Regions from separate parts of the Sus scrofa genome. Here region 2 is linked to region 1. The links are chromatin contacts, called in public Hi-C maps. All regions are on one chromosome and are shown on one strand. Each heading gives the region's core, a stretch centred on a gene start, on an enhancer-like site or on the middle of the called end of the contact. The rest is flanking DNA. Distances are from core to core; before and after follow the strand shown.

Region 1 (3,715 bases), core at 579-3,078:
ATCTGAGATCTTGCTATGCCAGAACCAGTATGCTTTTAAATCAGGAGTTCTTGAATGAATCAGGGAGTTTGTATACACTTTTTTTAATATGTGTGATTTTACTGGGAAACAACCTGTAGTGGGGATTTGGGACCTAGACCCCTTCAAGATGAAAGCTAACAAACACATGCTATTTTAATCTGCTCTTGTTGGTGTTTTGCTCCCCATGTAGTTGCCCTTTTATTTTTAGGCTTTTACTTCAGTGTTCTGATAACTTTTCCCTCAGACTCATTTGTTGGATCTCTTCTCATACTGTTACAGTTGTGTTCTCTTAAAAATATCCCTGATCTTTTTAGCTCTTATGATGCCATATTTTGTTTCCATGACCCTTTCTGTGGTTTGTGGTTGTGCCCTCCACACTGGGGTGCAGGTAGGTTGGTGGTCTTCACTGAAGTTTTTCTGTTTACCCTCCCAAAGGTGGATCCACCTGTATGGGAAGGATTTATTTTCCCTTCTCTGCCCCCCTCAGGCCTTTTCTCTGCCTTCTGGCTTGTGTGCATGAAGTTCTGGCCTTGAACACACCTAACAGTCCTGAACCATGTCTGTTTCCCAGTTAGCTCTTTTATGCCCGACCTGTGTGTGGCTTATTCAGCTGCAGCTGCAGGTGGACTCATATTTGCATCCCTATGTATCTCTTCCTTCTTGGCATTTTTTCCTCCATTTCTTACTCCCCAGTTAAGTGTGTGACAGAAGAGGTGGCAACACCAGGTCATCATAAATAGTTCTTCGTTTGCAAAATGTGGGGATGGGCTGAGCGAGGTTAGGCGACTTACCCAGGGCCGCAGGGCCAGTAAGGAGCAAAACTGGCCTTGCCATTCAACCCAGAGATGTGCCATGACCTCACGCATTGGGAGGCCAATCCTTTGAGGGAAGGAGTTGTCCAAATGAAGCAACCTAGAGTGCTTTCTCCAAGGCGCATTTCTAATCTGATTTCTCTAAGTAACAGATTTTGAGGATAGGTTTGGTATTTCCTCTGGTTTCACTGTGTTTGTGGGTGTTTTTCTGGAGAGATGGATTCTCCCATCTTCATCTTTCTCTTGAAGAGGTCTGAGATCCTTAGACCATGAAGAGCTCCTGACAGGGATGACCCCTGACATGCCTCCCCTTGCAGGGATTGCACTGCGAACGCTGGCCCTGTGAGCCACATGCCTCCTGGGTAGCTCTAGTGACGGCCCTGGGGCACAGTTGGAAAGTCTGACGTGATCCACCCTGACTCCATCCAGTGTCAAACTGCTTTTTTCTTTCCTAAATTAAACAGTCTGTGAGGAATAACTGTTAAAAATAGCAGAGTTAGAAGTTTTCTTTTTCAAGTTCTTATTGCACAAAGTGTTACGTGTATTCACAAGTGGGCAGGAGGTGTCATGTACACAGTGTACCTACTTCCACAGTCCCCGCCACCCAGCCCCCACCACCTGCTTTAAAAGTTGCCCCTCTTGTTTCATCTGCTCCCCCACCTCTCATGTTCTTTTGAAGCAAAGCCAGACATATCATTTTTAATCAGTAAATATTTCTAAAAGATTTTTTTAAAAATACATAATCTCAGTGCTATTCCCACAATAGGTTAATGCTCAGGTAGTGGTGTCCCCCCAAGAGGACAGTCTCCCCTCCCCCACTTCATAAGCCATTGAGTGTGCACTTGGGTGCTATTACTGGCCGCCTGGTCTGGGGGCTGGGTCCTGGTCAGCCATAGTTGGTGGGTCCCAGCATGGACAGTGGGTACCCGCGTGGGCGCCGCGATGGTATCGGCTTTGCCCGAGGCTGGAACCACAAGATCAAAGGGCGCTGTGCACTCAGAGCTTCAAAGCCTTTGGATTGATGCAGAGAATGAGAGCGCTCTGCTGATGTAATCATAGCCTGTGAGACAGGTTCTTTTTTTTTTTTTTCAAATTTAAACAAAGACACCCCTTGTTTGTTTAGAGAGGTGAAGCATGTGCCACAGAGGGCACGCGGCATCTGGAGGGCTCCGTGAAGGCTGGGGGTCCATGGTCAGGCAGGGATGCCTGCAAGTGGCAGCAGTTTTCTTAGATGGACTTGCACATTTTGCTGTCAAACAGAATGTTTCTGTTAAGAGCAGTCGATTTTCGATCCTTTCTTGGGGTGGTCAGTTTTGTTCCCAAGTGCCACTCCTCAGGTTTTGAAAGCAGCATCCGTTGGTTGGTGTGTCAGGCTTTGGAGCACATCTTGTGAACCAGGTGGGAGACCAGCTGGAAGTAGGCAGGGGGTCTGTGGGCTGCCTCTGGTCATTCCTGCTCATCTGTCCCTTCCCCAGTGAGTGTGAGAGGCTTGCCTGAGGCTGGTGAGCAGTGCTTTCTGTTGGGGGGCGGGGGGGCAGTTCCCAACAATATGGCAGAATGCCAGGATCTCCACCACCCCAAGCCTGAATATTCTCCAAGTCTTTTTTTTTTTTTGTCTTTTTGCTATTTCTTAGGCTGCTCCCGCGGCATATGGAGGTTCCCAGGCTAGGGGTCAAATCGGAGCTGTAGCTACCGGCCTATGCCAGAGCCACAGCAACGCGGGATCCGAGCCGCGTCTGCAACCTACACCACAGCTCACGGCAACGCCGGATTATTAACCCACTGAGCAAGGGCAGAGACCGAACCCGCAACCTCATGGTTCCTAGTCGGATTCGTTAACCACTGTGCCACGACGGGAACTCCCTCCAAGTCTTTATAAAAATCACAGACAGGTGGCTGATCTTCTGGATGTTTCCAGCTTAAGATGGTGTCTCTACCGTTAGCAGTTTGTTCAGTATACATATTAGTACTGTGTACTGAAATCCTGTGCCATACATACCTCCATGGATAAAATCACTGCCATGCTCCATCATCCTGCTTAGTTAAGTCTTACAGACAAGTAGCTTCCTGGATGTTGAGCTTCTTCCCCAAGATCTTTCCCACATTAGAGGTCAGGACTGGGGGAGTCTGAGGCAGTCACAAGCCTAAGTCATGGTGACCCACGTCCACCTTGGCATCTTTCAGGCATTCCAGCCAAACCAGCATGTATAAAACCAGACTTCTCATTGCTCCCCAGATCCATTTCTCTTGGGTTCTTGCCTGTAACTCAGGCTCAAATCCTGCTGTCTTTCTAGACTTATCTTTTCTCTCCTGGCCTCAAAGATGCCTCTGTCCATGCATGTTGAATTGTTTGTAAGCTCCTTGAGGCAAGACTGGGAGGTTGTTTTTATTCTTTTTTTTTTTTTTTTTTTTTCAAAAGTACAAATCAGATTTCCCTCTGCAAAAGCTCCCCCCTCATATTTTATTATGAAGAATTTCAGACATACAAGAAAAGTAAAAGAATTTTTTAGTGAACATATACTACCACATGTATTCTACCATTAACATTTTACTGTTCTTGCTGTATGACATATCTGTCCATTTCTTCATGTGATGTGTCTTTAATATTTGAAACCTGGGTACATGTGTATGGTAGGTGGTCAGGTATTTTAATGGATGTGGCAGGGTTTTTCGAGGTTCCCTTTTTATTCCATTTTTATAACTTTTAAGTCCAGATCTCCCTCTTTCTCTCTCTCAAGTTGGATCAGCCCTTGGGATCTTGCTTCTTTGTTCACACACTCAAGGGAGAACCCAGAAGGTTGCACTGCCCGGGGCATGGAGTTTGCTTTTGAGACCTGTTGTGTTTGAATAACTTGGCCCCTCGTGCTTCCTGGAGAGAAGCC
Region 2 (3,715 bases), core at 347-2,846, 88 kb after region 1:
GCTGCTGTCCTACACCACAGCCACAGTCACACCAAATGAGCCTCAGCAGCAGCTGCATCTGCAGCCTACACCACAGTTTACGGCAACTCCGGATCCTTAACCCACTGAGCAAGGTCAGGGATGAATCCTCTCTTCATGGATTTGTTTCCTCTAACTAGTTATGATGGAAACTCCCCTTTTTTGCTTTTAAGCAATAAGAGCAATAATAGGAAAAGAATATTTGCAGATTCTCCCCCATCCCTTAAGTTCTTTACTTAAGTATAATAGACATGTAATAAATAAAAAGCACATAATATAGTATAATTTGATAAGTTTTGACCTAGACACATACACACGTTCATCCATGAAACCATTACCACAATCAAGATAACGAACTTTCCATCACTACATGCCCCGTTGAAGCCCTTCCCTCCCCCTTCTGTCTCTGTCCCTTGCCAGTCCCCAGACAGCCATTATCTGCTTTCTGCTCTATAGATTAGTTTGAATTTTATGGGATTTTATATGAATGAAATCATACAATATGTACTCTTTAATCTGGCTTCTTTTACTCAGCATAATTACTTTGAGATTCATCCATGTTGACTTTATCAACAGTTTATTCCTTTTAAAATTTTAAATAAGACACTGTAAACTAGCTATAATGAAAAAAATAAAAATCATATAAAAAAAGAAAATATTAAAATTTTAAATAAGAAACGGGAACACTGCTTTTTTTTTACTCTGAACTTGGCCCAGGACTTTTGAAGTTACCTACAAAATTGTACATTAACCAACTAATGCCAGTGATGAGTTAATCTATAACTTCATCTGTTAGCTGTTAACATGACCCCCAAGCCTAACCTCCTCTTGACTGTCAGACGCTGATCCTGGGCACACTTTCTGTCAGGGCCAAAACCGAAGCAGGGCTGTGGGCCTTGGGGAACCCATTACTTCTGAGTCTTGGTTGGTCCCTGCTTATTGCCTTATCTCAGTGTAGCATATCTTCATGCTCTCAGGAGGATGGGGCTCTGGGCTTTATGATGGTGTGACCAGCAGAGTAGCAGGGGCTGGGTGCTCCTCTAAAAGCTCTGGCTTCAATCCGTTCTTATTTATCACTTGGAGTTATGCAGATGTCCTAATCCCAGTAGAAGCAACCTGAGCATGTGTGGGGAATTGAGGGACTTCTTCAGTGTTTAGGATTTATTTTTCTTAATTGGTACATTTGAAATTATTTTAATGGATCCTTCTTTTCAAGACTCCATCTCCTTTTGAGGCTAACATACACCTGTCGGGCTAGTGAGCTCGTGACGATCAACCTTCTTCCTTTCACAAGTTGGTTTAAAAAAAAAACTCCTTAAATGCTTGGCTTCAGATTTCTTAGTTTAGGAATGTTCTAGTAAATGATTGGTTAAAATAATATGCAGAGTATTTATATTCTTACTAATAGGTGCTGGTTAAATATATCTCTCAGTTATTTTGGGAGACCTGACATTGGATCTCCCTAAGTTTTTATTTTGTCCGAAAGTAAAACTTGGACATTACAGAACATAATGGACTATAAAGAAGTGGGGGCAGGGCTGACAGGATGCAGTCGGCTCTGAGCTGCACGCCCTCCCTGCTGCCAGCGTGCTCTGACCTCGGGAAGTCACTGCATCCTTTGCAAACCTAGGACGTGGGACTAGGTACTCTTTAATCCCATTCCAGGACCGAGAGGCACTTAATCGATTCACATGGACCATAGCAGAGGTCACTCTTGCCTAAGAGGCCCCCCTTTGTCCCTCTGCATGAGGACTCAGTGACTCTTTGGCTGGGCTGCATTGGCTCCCTGGGATAACAGGCTCTTTCTCCCTTCTGGATTTGATTCACTAGTCCTTCCAATAGTCCAGCCACCTGGAGGGATGCAGTTTGACTCGTTTAGCCTCAAAATGATGCCAGTGGGTCCTCCATGCCTGCCTGATAGTTGAGTGCCTCTTGAATCAACCTCAGCATATTCTGTAATTATCTGCTTGATTTGGGGGTTATGTAGCACTTGCAGTTTTAGCTCTCTCCGCTTACCCACAAACCAGACTGCCAAACTCCCAGATCATAAAACAAAGCGTAAGCACCTGGATCATGACCCAGCTCTTTTCCTGTTCTTCTTTTTGAGACTTCCCCAACAGGAAAGGCTCTGGGTAATTGATAGAGATTATCCCTGATTCCCTTAATGTAACCTTTTTACTCTTTCCTTTTCCTGGGATTAAGCTGTTCCTTTGCAAGAAGTCCTTTTCTTAATGACACAGTCATCGACCTATTATTGACCAAAGGAAGTGATCCAGCCCAGCTCCACCTTTCTGTGGTTCATAGTCTCTTTAGTCTCTTTCATTATAATGACTTTCAAAGTCATTAACTGGCTTTTTCAATTTTCAGCACTATTAAAGGCTATCAAACTATACTTTAAAATTAATCTGCCTTCCTGAAGCAATAATTGCCTATATATCTGTCGTTGGCTCTGAGTGTTCATACCGAAAAGATGTTCTAACATTTGCTGAGAGTTCCGAGGCAGTGCCTGTGCTGAGGTGTGCTGTGCGCAGGACCAGTTAAGGTCTCATGTAAAGTGGGACACATGGGCCCTGCCAGCAGGCACCTTTCTTCCTCCCCGCACCTTGATCTTTTCCTTCCTTCAAGGAGTATTTCTTACGATGTATGTAGGGTCCCTAGTGTGATTACTGGATCTCCTAGATAAAAGGGACTGAATTTCAGGACTGGGTCTGTGCAGCCTTCAATTGTGGCCATTGTGGTAGGCATTCAAGAAATATGTGTTAAAGTCATAAATCCTGGAGACAGTCACTTATAATTATGCTTTTGCATGGAAGGAAGCACCTACTGAGCAGACTGAGCCTTGGGTGGGGGTCAGGGAACTCCTAAAGAAAATTTCAGGAGTTCCCGTCGTGGTGCAGTGATTAACGAATCTGACTAGGAACCATGAGGTTGCAGGCTCTATCCCTGGCCTCACTCAGTGGGTTAAGGATCCACCGTTGCCGTGAGCTGTGGTGTAGGTCGCAGATGCAGCTCGGATCCCGAGTTGCTGTGGCTGTGGTGTAGGCTGGTGGCTACAGCTCCAATTCGACCCCTAGCCTGGGAACCTCCATATGCCATGGGAGTGGCCCAAGAAATTGCAAAAATGACAAAAAAAAAAGAAAAAGAAAATTTCAGTTCATGATCCAAAGGTGTCAGTAAACCATAAGGGCTGCTTGGATGCTGTGGACCAGTTGCTAACCTGTGGGCATGCTGGCTGCTACCAAGGGAAAGGAGAGTCAGTAAACAGTAGTCAGTGTTATATGATGGCCTTGGGAGTGGACTGTAATGCATAATCACAATGCAGCCAGGCATCAACTCTTCCCTTCCTGGGACTAGATGTGTTTGCAGGGTGGGGCCTCACTCAGAACCTCTTGTGTCCAGCTCCTGGCCTGCCTTACCTTCTTCTTTGGTCAGCTTGGTCTCCATAAAGCCCTTCCTGACCACACCAGCCCATAGCATCACTCCATCCAAGCTCATCTATTCCAGACCTGTTGGAAGCATCCTTCAGGGTGGTCCCACACAGTTGGACTCTTGATCCATGTGTTTCCCTTGTGGGTCCAGCTCCATTCCTAAGTCAGGTGATTGCAAGGGCAAGGGCTCACCCCTAGGTGAGCAGGGCATGATGGGACCGTGAATCCAGGAGCAAGAAGTGTTGTTAATACAGGTCTGCCCCAGGCAT

Evidence for each region. Hi-C and Micro-C count contacts between places; a contact is called where the count stands out from the background.
Region 2: a contact with region 1 is called in a Hi-C map of liver, with 3 times the contacts expected there. The contact joins two enhancer-like sites. A contact is called at or near these places in 6 of 47 Hi-C or Micro-C datasets (heart right ventricle, liver and skeletal muscle) and 1 of 2 datasets of contacts at active chromatin or transcription factors (skeletal muscle).

Annotation. Positions count from the first base shown.
Region 1 is chr14:46,122,828-46,126,542 of Sscrofa11.1, forward strand. All of the region lies in intron 1 of ZNRF3 (E3 ubiquitin-protein ligase ZNRF3), which reads left to right. Among named protein-coding and RNA genes, the nearest start is that of ZNRF3, 33 kb to the left of the region's middle. Within about 2 kb of position 1,829, at least 13 of the 83 cell types and tissues checked have an H3K27ac peak or open chromatin away from gene starts, as enhancers often do. A contact at or near this core is called in liver, where this site is marked.
Region 2 is chr14:46,211,440-46,215,154 of Sscrofa11.1, forward strand. All of the region lies in intron 2 of ZNRF3 (E3 ubiquitin-protein ligase ZNRF3), which reads left to right. Among named protein-coding and RNA genes, the nearest start is that of C14H22orf31, 41 kb to the right of the region's middle. Within about 2 kb of position 1,597, at least 13 of the 83 cell types and tissues checked have an H3K27ac peak or open chromatin away from gene starts, as enhancers often do. A contact at or near this core is called in liver, where this site is marked.